3 separate regions of the Mus musculus genome follow, and all the other regions are linked to region 1. A link is a contact called in public HiChIP or PLAC-seq and promoter capture Hi-C data. All regions are on one chromosome and are shown on one strand. Each heading gives the region's core, a stretch centred on a gene start, on an enhancer-like site or on the middle of the called end of the contact. The rest is flanking DNA. Distances are from core to core; before and after follow the strand shown. Region 1 holds the start of Ccn2 (cellular communication network factor 2). Region 2 holds the start of Taar4 (trace amine-associated receptor 4). Region 3 holds the start of Rps12 (ribosomal protein S12).

Region 1 (3,975 bases), core at 1,358-3,857:
AGCCTCATCTAGTGGAGGACACATGCTCAGCTCTCGCTAGAGCAGGTCTGTCTGCAAGCATGCTATAATTTCCCTCCCCGGTTACACTCCAAAAAGTAGGCACACTGCTGCTTTTAAAATAACCTCAGCTAGTACCTGTCTTTCTTTCTCCTGGCATCTCCACTGTTCCAGGAGACTCACCTCAGTGTGCATTCTGGCACTGTGCGCTAATGAACAACTGTCAAGTGTAAACTGTCTCGAAACCAGTGTCTGAGGTTGACAGACTACTTGTATGGCCATGACATAACGTTCTCACTTTGGTGGGATAGTTCCTCCCACGGTAGTTAAAAACACAGATTTAAATTAATGTGCTACTGTAATTGTTTTTACAGAAGAAAATGAGATGCAACTCAGTTCAAGTTATAGTCTAATGAGTTCGTGTCCCTTACTTCCTGGCTTTACGCCATGTCTCCGTACATCTTCCTGTAGTACAGGGACTCAAAGATGTCATTGTCCCCAGGACAGTTGTAATGGCAGGCACAGGTCTTGATGAACATCATATTCTTTTTCATGATCTCGCCATCGGGGCATTTGAACTCCACTGGCAGAGTGGTGGTTCTGTGCGGTGTGCAGCAGCGGCCGTCTGTGCACACCCCGCAGAACTTAGCCCTGTATGTCTTCACACTGGTGCAGCCAGAAAGCTCAAACTTGACAGGCTTGGCGATTTTAGGTGTCCGGATGCACTTTTTGCCCTTCTAAGGAAGACAGAAGGAGAAACAGCAATTACTACAACGGGAGTGGCCTTCCTCAAGCCTTTGTAGACTAGCCCTATGTCATCTGACTTGTGTTTATATTCTGAGGGGAGAGACTGGGAGTTTCATTTGCCAGTTTTCCAAAAATAGCCATGGCCTCATTTGGAGTGTCTTGAATTAACTAGCACCACGGGGAATTTTGTAGTGGAAAACTGGCAGCTGTTGTTACAGCATCTCTCATTCTAGCCAGACAGCTCCATGGTTAGATATTTCTGGAGACAACAGGCCTCTAATAACATGGGAGGTGAGACAGCCAGCTCGGTTCTCTTCCCTGTCATTCTGTAAAACGGAGTGACTAGGGGCAGAGGATGTACCTTAATGTTTTCCTCCAGGTCAGCTTCGCAGGGCCTGACCATGCAGAGGCGGCTCTGCTTCTCCAGTCTGCAGAAGGTATTGTCATTGGTAACTCGGGTGGAGATGCCCATCCCACAGGTCTTAGAACAGGCGCTCCACTCTGTGGTCTGGACCAGGCAGTTGGCTCGCATCATAGTTGGGTCTGGGCCAAATGTGTCTTCCAGTCGGTAGGCTGTGAGAGCAGAACACACAAACACAAGGTAAAACATCCGGATAGGACAATTTCCCCTTAATTTGGTGGACTTGGGCATTGGCCCTGAAGTTGGGGAGAATGAATAACAGTAACTTTGAAGGTGACAACTCACCAGCTAGGGCAGGGCCAACTGCTGTGCGGTCCTTGGGCTCGTCACACACCCACTCCTCGCAGCATTTCCCAGGCAGCTTGACCCTTCTCGGGAAGGGGCAGTCAGGGCTGGGCAGGCGCACGTCCATGCTGCACAGGGGCACGCAGCCCACGGCCCCATCCAGGCAAGTGCATTGGTATTTGCAGCTGCTTTGGAAGGACTCACCGCTGCGGTACACCGACCCACCGAAGACACAGGGTGCACCATCTTTGGCTGCGGGAGAGGAAGACAAAGTTGTAGGTCAGGCGTAGGGTCACAGGGATCAGAACAGCTAGCTATATCACTGTACATGTCAAGGTGACGAGCTAGGGTCAGGACTGCAGGGGGCCGGTTGGAAGCAGCTGCGGATAGGGGCTTTTCTTTTTCTAGAGGGTATCACGCTGGACTTGAGAGAGGTGGTGGTCCAACACCAAAAGGTGAGGCCTCTGCAAAGGGGGCTGGAATGGGGCTGAGGGTCTTACCAGTGCACACTCCGATCTTGCGGTTGGCGGGGGAGCCGAAATCGCAGAAGAGGCCCTTGTGTGGGTCGCAGGGGTCACGCTCCGTACACAGTTCTCCCAGCTGCTTGGCGCAGACGCGGCAGCAGCCGCAGCCGTCCAGCACCAGGCTCACGCCGGCGGGGCAGTGCGGCGCTGCTTCGGCTGCGCACTGACATTGCGCGCTGCAGTCCTGGCCCATAGCAGGCTGCGGAGAGGAAGGGGAGGGAGGTCAGTCTGTGATCGCAGCTCACTCTGCCCTCCCTCCGTCCCTTCCGTCAGTCCCGGGGCTTACCCGGGTGCAGAGAGCGAGGAGCACCAAGGCGAGGCTGATGGGACCTGCGACGGAGGCGAGCATGATCGGGACGCGGTAGGAGGATGCACAGCAGGGTGCAGAGGCGACGAGAGGCGCGGCCGGAGCCTGGATTCGGACAGGGGCGGAGGTTGGTGTCTGGACGCTCCAGGCGGTGGCGTCTGGGGTTGTCGGCTGGGCTGGGGCTGCTGCCGTCTGGAGGAGGTCGGTCTCCTGGGGTCGGAGCTGGAGTGGATCTGGCTGAGTCTTCTTGGAGAGAAGAGCTGTGTGAGACTAGGCGGGCGGCGCTGGCTTTTATACGCTCCCGGGAGCCGGCTCGCCAAAGAACTGAATGGAGTCCTACACAAACAGGGACATTCCTCACATTCCTCCCCACCTTCCTGCCTCATCAACTCACACCGGATTGATCCTGACCCCTTGACACTCCACATTCCTCCGTCTGAAAAAGCTGGCACACTTTAGCTCGCCAGGAAAAAAAAAAAAGGCGCTGTGTTTCCAGCACAACACCAAGAAGTAAAACTTTCTCCATATCATCTTCTCACCCCTCCTGATGAAATATAACTTAGAAATAAACGATTATTTCTCTGATCTTTTCTTCTTAAAAATCTCTTTGCCAGTTCTGGCTACTGACATAAAAACTTCTCAAGACTCAAATAGCTCAAGAGGCAAATACCATGGGCCCCTAGAAATTAAAAAAAATATTTTTCTTTGTTTTGGATTTTTTTTTTTCTTTACGGGGCTGTAGTCTCTTGGTGTTCTTCTACTGAGAGGAGAAGGGTGCTTATAGCCATTTGAAATGCCTCCTCTCCTCCCAGAATTCCTATGTGCAACTTTTGTATCTGAAATACAGGCATTTGATCTTTGGTCACTGGAGATAACCATTTTGATGGCTGAAAGATATGAAAGCCAAGGATGTAGGTTCCCAGGGAGATTTTCAGCACTCTTTATGTAAGAACTTGTCTTCAGGGTCCAGGGAGGCAAGGGGAATGACTGGGCATGGCTTTTCTAGAAAAATAAGTTTATGAGTTCAGACCAAATGGCTGTGTTCAGAAGCTAAGTGTCAGGGAATATAGTGGGAGAAGAAAGAGGTATAAGGAGGCCAGTAGGGGTTCAGTTGGGATATTTTAAACATGGCTGTACTGAGGTCCAGGCTTGGATTTTTTTTTTTTAACTTATCCTAAAACCCATAATCTAACGATGTTGTTGGGGTTTGTTCTGTTTTGAAGTAAAGCACTTGTTTACATAACAGCAAAACCATAGACGGTTGTATCTAGTTATAATCCGGCTATAAACTAAGCATCAGTGCATAATATATTTTTACTGACTTCCCCAAGTGTCTACAATTAGTGATGAAGCCTCTTGCTACTCAAATAGCTTGCAGGCTCGTGGAGGGAGGTTAAATCAAGGAAAGCACAGCTTTATCCCCTGCTCGTGTGTTGATGTTAAAAGTAAACAATGTATCTAAGCTAGTCTCTGTTTCTTAGAACTGCTACTTAGTTTCTGTAAGGACCAATTTTATACACTGTGCATTCATTTAGGACCTGTGTTGTTTATTGGCTCTCTGTCTGTCTCTCTTTCTCTCTCTCTCTGTCTCTCTTTGCGTGTGTGTGTGTGTGTGTGTGTGTGTGTGTGTGTGTGTGTGTGTATGTGTGTGTGTGTTTATCTCCAATTCTCATTGGACATAGAAAGATTCTGGG
Region 2 (4,054 bases), core at 379-2,878, 630 kb after region 1:
TACACTGCTGTCTGTGATTGTAGAGGGTCTCCATGACTCCTCCTCCAATGCTCCAAGTTCAAGTGAGGATGGTCATTAAATCTAAGCCAAAGTAACTAAAACATCAAACCTTGTAATTCAGGCCTCAGCAGCCTTGAGAAGAAGTTAGCTTTGTTTTCTTGTTTGTTCACACGAGTGTCTTTTGTAGCACCCAGAAATAAACCACTCTGTGAGGCTTGGCTCACACCAGCAGCAGCAGTAGCAGCAACAACAAAGCTCACTGGATCTAGTGCTTTCTCAGGTTGCCGTTGTCTCAGCTGGAAAGTTTTTCTTGTCTAACAGACCCATCCCTCTTTCCCTTTCTTTAAAAAGAATCTAGCCGGGCAGTGGTGGTGCACGCCTTTAATCCCAGCACTTGGGAGGCAGAGACAGGCAGATTTCTGAGTTCGAGGCTAGCCTGGTCTACAAAGTGAGTTCCAGGACAACCAGGGCTACACAGAGAAACCCTGTTTGGAAAAAAAGCAAAAACAACAACAACAAAAAAAAGAAAATAAAACAAAAATCAAAAAGAATCTAGGCTAACAGGGAGTTGGGGGTGGCATTACCTAAGGATGTGCAGGATGCAGGCTTGAGGTAGAAGAGTCAGAGCGGAAGATCGTTCCTGTGACTATCATCCTCAGGGCCTTTCGAAACCAGGGATAGAACATGCCATATATGATGGGATTGAAAGTGGAATTAAAATAACCAAGCCAAAGGAAAACATTATACAAATCTTCAGGGGTTGTAAAATCAATGAAAGGGTCTGTGATTGTCAAGACAAAAAAGGGTAGCCAACACAACACAAACACTCCCATGACAATGCTTAAAGTCTTGGTGGCCTTGCTTTCCTTTTTTGATGTGGCCTTCATTTTGCTTTCTGAGAGGGCCTGTTTTGTCCTAGGACCTGTACCAATCTGCCTGGCATGTTTCTGGGCAACTGTGAAAATGTGTATGTAAATCCCTACCATGACTGTCCCAGGCAGAAAGAAAGCTATGAAGGAAGCCAGAACTCCCCAGAGCTTGTTAAATATCAACACACACAAACCTGTACAGTCAATGGCTGCGACAAAATCCTCAGCACCAATCAGATTTAATTCTGAGAATACCAAGCCAAAGGCAAAAAAGATGGGAACAGACCAACTGATGAGTAGAAAGACCCCTACCACCCGGGTCGTGATTTGGGTGACGTAGTGCAAAGGGTCGCAGACGGCATAGTGGCGGTCAACTGAGATGAAGCAGAGGTGGAAAATGGATGTGGTACAGAGCATGATGTCACAGCAGCTGTGAACTTTGCAAAAGAGGTCTCCGAAGTACCAGCATGACTCGATGGACCGGATCATACTGAAGGGCATGACCACGCAACTCAACAGGAAGTCTGTGGTAGCCATGGAGAGAATAAGGAAGTTGGTTGGGGAGTGGAGCTGCTTGAAGTGGGCAATAGAGATGATCACAGCCATGTTTCCCAGCATGGTCATCACTATCGCTCCAATCATGATGAGGTACATGGCACAGACAACGAGCGCAGGCCTCGCCTTCCTTGGGCAAGAACTGTTTGCAGCAGCAAAGCAAAACTGTACTTCTGGGGAGCTCCAGGGGTCGGGTGTATTCATCGTCTTTGTCCTGTGGGTACTATGAGTGCTTCTCAAAAAAGCTGTGATCCTGTCTGTGAAAGAAGGAAAAAGAGCCATAAAATCATTGGCAGGGCAATTGTCCATTGAACCTTGCGTAGATCTGAGACTGAACCAAGTTGGAAGTCCTTACTGACCAGAATTCGTTTCCCCCACACTTCGTGTGCATATGAATCACCTGAAGAACTTTCTAAAGTTTGGATTCTAATTCTGACATTGCATTCCTAAGTCGGCATTCCTACAATCTCTTGAGAGAGGACAATAATGTTAGTCTGAGACCATTCCTTGAGTAGGAAGGCAACTGAAAAAACCTGGATTGATATTGTTACCCAGCATCCACAGATTGATACTGTTACCCAGCAAACTCAGACTGATATTGTTACCCAGTATCCACAGACTGATATTGTTACCCAGTATCCACAGACTGATATTGTTACCCAGTATCCACAGACTGATATTGTTACCCAGTATCCACAGACTGATATTGTTACCCAGTATCTATGAATTAATACTGTTATCCAGCATTCATGGATTGATATTGTTACCCAGCATTCAAGTATCCTGAGTAGAAGAATATACCACCATATTAATTTGTAGCTCTGAGTCCATAAACTGATCAAGCATTTCTTTTGTCCAGTTCAATTAAGTTTAATCCAATTTCCTGGATTAAAATCCACTCAAGAATGATCATGGACAATGAAATTGCTAATTAAATTAAATGATGATTAAATTTTGAAGTCATACTTCTTCCTTTACAGAATGATTTTTTTCTGTAAACAGCCACAAATGCTTCTGTCTCTGCCACCTCCACTTAGAAGCATTTCTCCTCGCAGTGTGAAAAACACAGTCTGCAGAATTTAGAGTAAAATCATGCCCAAGATTACAAGATTGTACATAAGTAATGTTCAAAGTGAAGGAAAACGGTTGAAATGGCAGACTCTGTAAGTCTCATGGGTTCTCACTTCATTTAGCATCTGCATTTAGGAAGCAGAGTTGTGGTGGAGGATCTACAGGAACAGAGATTCACGTTTTATACTGCTATTGAATTTGATATACAGCTGTGTATTATTTAACCTGTCATTTGTAACATTAATAAGCTGAGAACAATGGAGCTGGCTCACCCCCGCTTTGACACAGGTTTGTTTTTCCAGTGCTGAGTCTGGACATGCCTTTCTCATAGCCAATGGCAAACATTTGTGAGATTGTGTGCCAGATTGGAGCTGTGGACTTTGGCCAGAGAACAGTCTCAAACTCACTGAACCCCTTGAGAAAGTGAATGCATGCATAGTGTATCCTGACGCAGATTTACTCTGGGAATGTAGCACCTTTGGAAACAGTGTTTCATTAGCTTCAGTACCTCAATAATTGTTACCAGTGGCTGTGGATTATTTGGAATCAACACTATAGCAAATTTTATTGGCTTTGGATATAGAAATTTAATACTTATGGTTAGTATTTTTCTTTTTTATATTAACTCGAATTGCAATTAAAGTGAACAAAAACCTAAACTGTACAGAAACAGATACAAGAAAGATGACATTTCCAAGGCTCCATTGCATTACTGACATTCGGGGTGATTATGTATCATTTTTGAGTCCTTAGCTATGAGACTAAAGATACTGAAATCCTAAGCACCTAATGACCTCATTTAATAAACTAAATTTCTAGCTAACTTTAAAGATAAGCAAGAATCACCATAAAATTACTCAGGCATTTTCTGCTACTGATTATACACAAAAATCTCATTCCCCAAACAAAACTGTTCAGTCTGAGATATGCTGCTCTCTGGGTAGTAAAGTTTTAAGTTTCAGTTTTGTTAAGCTAATGATTCAGAAAATTGCACTGACCTTGAGTTTGTAAAATATATTTTGGGAGAGGAACTGGAAACCCAAGCCGTGAACATGACCTACAAGGACTCTAACAGTGAGCTACACCCCTGTCTTGCTTATAACTTGGAAGGAAACACTTCTAGCAATTATCAGTATCTGCTCTCATTCTTGTCTCATAGTTACATGTATAGGAAAATAGTTAAAGGTTAGAGTAAGACAGAAAATAGAGTAAAATATAGTTACACATACTTGGGAGATAAACAGTATACATTAGCTGAAGACAGGAGATACATAAAACATGCATTGTATGAAGATGATTGCCCAGAAGAATAGTTAAGGTCAAGACAAAGATGCTTACATCCCTTTCTGAGCTCCACACAAACAGCTGCACACACAAATTTGACAACTGGATACTTCTCTGTTCTAAGGAAACTGTCAGGGAAGGGGGAAGAGATGAATTTTTGTGTGCAATTTTAAAGCTTGGCATGCTAAGAAATCCCACCCCATCCCACCTACCCCTATACCCCCCTTTTTTTGGAGATTTGCCTTCGAATACTATAAAGTCTCTACAGTAAGTTT
Region 3 (4,018 bases), core at 1,323-3,822, 810 kb after region 1:
CAAAGGTCCCCCATACCCACCCCCCCAATCCCCTACCCACCCACTCCCCCTTTTTGGCCCTGGCGTTCCCCTGTACTGGGGCATATAAAGTTTGCAAGTCCAATGGGCCTCTCTTTGCAGTGATGGCCGACTAGGCCATCTTTTGATACATATGCAGCTAAAGACAAGAGCTCCTAGGTACTGGTTAGTTCATATTGTTGTTCCACCTATAGGGTTGCAGTTCCCTTTAGCTCCTTGGGTAATTTCTCTAGCTCCTCCATTGGGGGCCGTGTGACCCATCCAATAGCTGACTGTGATCATCCACTTCTATGTTTGCTAGGCCCCGGCATAGTCTCACAAGAGAGAGCTATATCTGGGTCCTTTCAGCAAAATCTTGCTAGTGTATGCAATGGTGTCAGCATTTGGAAGCTGATTATGGGATGGATCCCTGCATATGGCAATCAACCATTTATCTTTTTAAGATCAGTGGTAACTGGCTTTGATTTCTGCTTCGAAGTGGATGTGGCTGGCTATGTGAAGCAGATCCCTGGAGTTAGGCCCTTATTGTGTTCCTGGTCTCCATCTTGGGGATGGCTCAGGTACAGCTATCTGCCAGGAAGGGCCACGCCCCACTGGTTTGTATGTACACTTTCTAGCTCATATTTGTATATATTATGTGACTGCTAGAATGTACTGGGTAAGAGCCACTAACCACTATATGAATTTTCCGCCACCTTTGCCAAGACCTAAAATTGAGAGGCTACTCTTAAAGAGTGTGTGAAATAAGAGAATCTTTATCTAAAACAAAAATCCTCATCACATGGAAAATAACTTCCCTTTGGGTATTAAAATTATTACACAATCAAGATTTAAGGGGGGAGGGGCTCCAGTTGTTAAAAGGGGGTGCTTACTGCTGACAGAAAGGCATTCATTAGGGTGGACTATTAGGACAGAGAGCTGACATCAAAGGTGTGGAGAGTCTGAGCTGGTTGCTACTGTGTTGGAAGCAGCACTAAAACTTAGGCACCAAGCTGAAAGGACTCAGCTGTTTCTTCTTAGTATTTAAATGCAGTAGTTATTTTCCAATTTTACCATCTAGTCTCTTCTGTGAGACTTTTCTTCCGGGAAGAGAACTCTAATATGCTTAACACTTAAATGTTTTCCTTTTTTTGCTTTAGACATTGTCTTCCTGGTAGCCTGGAACTCACAGCTATCCACCTGCCTCTGCTTCTCAGGTGCTGGGATGAAAGTCTTGCAACTTATGTATGGTTTGACACATTAACTTTTAATAGCCTTATACTAAGGAAACTACTTAAACTCTACTTAACCACATTCTTTTCCGACTGTGTAATGTTTCAAAATCACTTCCAAAACAGCCAAAAGGCACGTGTGCCTTCCTGCTCTCTCTTCCTGTCTGAATATTCTTCCTGCACTTACCTGGCTGGAACTCTAGTTAAAACCTCTTTTAAATGCTGCCATAAACTCCAAATCCCCTGCGTTCCCACATCATCTCCACTCCCCAGCACCGTGGCATTCTGGTATGTTACTCTTTGGCTAAAATACTAGCTTTATCTTTTAAAATGCAGACTTTTAAGTGTCCGCCGTCTCTCATCTTTAAAACAGCACCATAGACACTGGCAGAAATACGCCCACAGAAACTAACCACCTATTAAATACTTTTTTGAATTGCAGGGGTAAGGAAGCAAGCATGAGGCTTTAGGGGTGAAACCCAAACGTTTATTGGAAAAGCTAAAACTTCCATCAACTTTCTTATATCCTCATGAAATTCATGAGCCCGACAATGATCACTGTATCCACCAGGTTGGCCATCAGAAGCTCTGGTTGGCTTCGGGGATATCTTCTGAGAGAGATGTCTTGTGTATTTGCTTTGGAAGTAGAAGAGCGAGTGATTCCTTCGAAATTAAAATGCATTTGTCGGCGTAGGCGGGAACTGGCTTTAAGATTCTGGAGTTCCACTCCTGGTAGCCGAATCCTCGGTGGAATTTAGTGACAGATCCACAGTGAGAGTTTAACATGTACCTCAGGGATCCAGTGTCTGCGAAGCTGCGACTCGGGAAAAAAACTAGGGTCATTACCTAAATGTTCATTCAGAACCGGTTGCATTCAGACCGGGATCTGACCTGGCCGCAAGGTCTGCTTAAACACGTTGCAAAGCAGTGGGGTTTGTGATCATACACAAATCACAGCCACTCAGAGAGGCTAAAAACCAAAGGACCAAAATGTGGACACACTCAGCCTAATCGGCCAGTATTGGCAACAGGAAACTTCACGATAAGACGTGGAAAAACTGCTTAAAACAAAGTAATTCAGCAGCGAAGAAAACGGCAGTAGTTTGGCTCCTCTCGTGTTCCGTAGGAGCGGATCGTGGGACCTCTGTGGTCCACGCCCCCTGGGCAAAGGCTGCCCGCTGCGATGCCTGCTAGAAATCCAGCCGCGTTCTTACCACGGACGCTCCTAAAGGCGGAAGTGGAAACTCCTAAGGCACGGCACCACCGGAGCCACCTCTTTAGTGGGAGGAGTTGCACATGCGCACAGAAGTCGAGCGGAGCGCTTAAATACCGTCATGCGGCCACCGCCGGCCTTTTCCCCTGCCGCCGCCGACTTGCGCGGAGGCGGAAGCTCGGGGTGAGTGTGATCCCAGCTCGTGCGCCGGCGATAGCGTGTCTACTGCGCCTTGGCTTCAAAAGTGAAGTACTTGGGTCTTAACGGGCGATTTACTGATGTTTTGTCTTTCAGTGCGTTCAAGATTCGGCGTCACCCGTGATTCACCGCCATGGCCGAGGAAGGGTGAGCGAGTGGGGCGTGGGCCTCCCGCGGGCGGCGCTGGTCTGGGCTTTTCTCCATGCTAGTTCCCCATCCCTAGCCTGCCGAGGGTCCTAACGTCTCTGTCTGCATTCCAGCATAGCTGCTGGAGGTGTAATGGACGTCAACACTGCTCTACAAGAGGTGCTGAAGACCGCCCTCATCCACGATGGCCTAGCACGTGGCATACGCGAAGCTGCCAAAGCCTTAGACAAGTACGTGTCTCAGTCTCAATACTGTGGGGTGTTGCAGCCGGAACAAAGACTGCAGCAGCCAAGGGAAGAGAGCGTGAAGTTCATGCTGTTAGCACAAAAGTTCTGAATGTCATCCGGCCAGCAGGAAACCTAGGAAAAGGTATCAACTCTAGCCCACTTAGGATGTGTGGGTTGCTGTGTGGATCGGGGATGACGAGCAGTAGTTTTGTAAAGCTACAGTGTTTGCATGATGACTTGAATTGTCGGATACCCCTTCACCCCGTTCATGGGTGAGAAACAGCTAGTCTGACAAACCTGTAGCTCGTGGGGATAGATAGTCCGGTAGTTTTGCTAGAAGATGGAAAAGGGGGGGGCATCATTATTTAGTTTGCAAATACTTAAACGACAATATTGTGGTGTCGGGGAAATCTAGCTATATCCGGGAGACTTGAGAACATGCATGGTTTATTAGGCTTATGCACGTGTATTCTACTGTTTGAGGTAAAGTCAGGTGATTTTGGATGCTGTTGTGAATATTTACAGTGCTTCCTGCACAGGACTGCTTTGGATCAGCTTTCAAGTTGGAAATACCCTGAAAGTGGTCATAGTTTCCTTTGGCCATAAATAGGTTTCCTATTATAATGTGTGGTATTGGTATCTAAGTTTGTACAGGGAAAGTGAATGGCTAGTCTGCAGTTTGGTACAGTAAATCCTGTGTGGTCAGGTTTACTAGCACAGTGAAGACCCTTGAAGGTTTCACCTTTGAGTTTTGCATTTTAGGCGCCAAGCCCATCTGTGTGTGCTCGCATCCAACTGTGATGAGCCCATGTATGTCAAGCTGGTGGAGGCACTTTGTGCTGAGCACCAAATCAACCTGATAAAGGTAAGCCTTAGTGATAATGGTGTTGAGCCACAGGCACCAGCACTAACTTGCATGGTAGTTTTGATGATTTTCACGTGGGCTGTACATGATGAAAACAGTCTCCCTCTTCTGAATCTCGCTGAGGAAACTGCACGTCACC

The links. Promoter capture Hi-C pulls out the DNA fragments that hold promoters and counts their contacts. HiChIP or PLAC-seq counts read pairs in DNA pulled down with a chosen protein or histone mark.
Region 2: a contact with region 1 is called in a promoter capture Hi-C map of liver, with 7 times the contacts expected there. The contact joins the promoter of Taar4 here to the promoter of Ccn2 in region 1. A contact is called at or near these places in 2 of 39 promoter capture datasets (hippocampal neurons and liver) and 1 of 115 datasets of contacts at active chromatin or transcription factors (embryonic stem cells).
Region 3: a contact with region 1 is called in an H3K4me3 HiChIP or PLAC-seq map of embryonic stem cells, with 8 times the contacts expected there. The contact joins the promoter of Rps12 here to the promoter of Ccn2 in region 1. A contact is called at or near these places in 2 of 39 promoter capture datasets (embryonic stem cells and neural stem cells), 1 of 484 Hi-C or Micro-C datasets (embryonic stem cells) and 6 of 115 datasets of contacts at active chromatin or transcription factors (the NIH/3T3 cell line, bone marrow-derived macrophages and embryonic stem cells).

What each region holds. Positions count from the first base shown.
Region 1 is chr10:24,594,074-24,598,048 of GRCm38.p6, reverse strand. It overlaps Ccn2 (cellular communication network factor 2), which reads right to left and starts at 2,607. Exons shown (of 5, transcript NM_010217.2): 1 at 2,261-2,607; 2 at 1,951-2,173; 3 at 1,451-1,702; 4 at 1,106-1,317; 5 at 1-734. The coding sequence starts at 2,323. The coding sequence ends at 438. It overlaps Gm15270 (predicted gene 15270), which reads left to right and starts at 2,246. Exons shown (of 5, transcript NR_163910.1): 1 at 2,246-2,408.
Region 2 is chr10:23,958,068-23,962,121 of GRCm38.p6, reverse strand. Taar4 (trace amine-associated receptor 4) reads right to left here and starts at 1,628. Exons shown (of 1, transcript NM_001008499.1): 1 at 585-1,628. The coding sequence starts at 1,628. The coding sequence ends at 585.
Region 3 is chr10:23,785,763-23,789,780 of GRCm38.p6, reverse strand. It overlaps Rps12 (ribosomal protein S12), which reads left to right and starts at 2,572. Exons shown (of 6, transcript NM_011295.6): 1 at 2,572-2,625; 2 at 2,737-2,787; 3 at 2,901-3,017; 4 at 3,777-3,879. The coding sequence starts at 2,774. LOC115487513 (a small nucleolar RNA gene) reads left to right here and starts at 3,238; the gene lies at 3,238-3,311. It overlaps Snord100 (small nucleolar RNA, C/D box 100), which reads left to right and starts at 3,960; the gene lies at 3,960-4,018.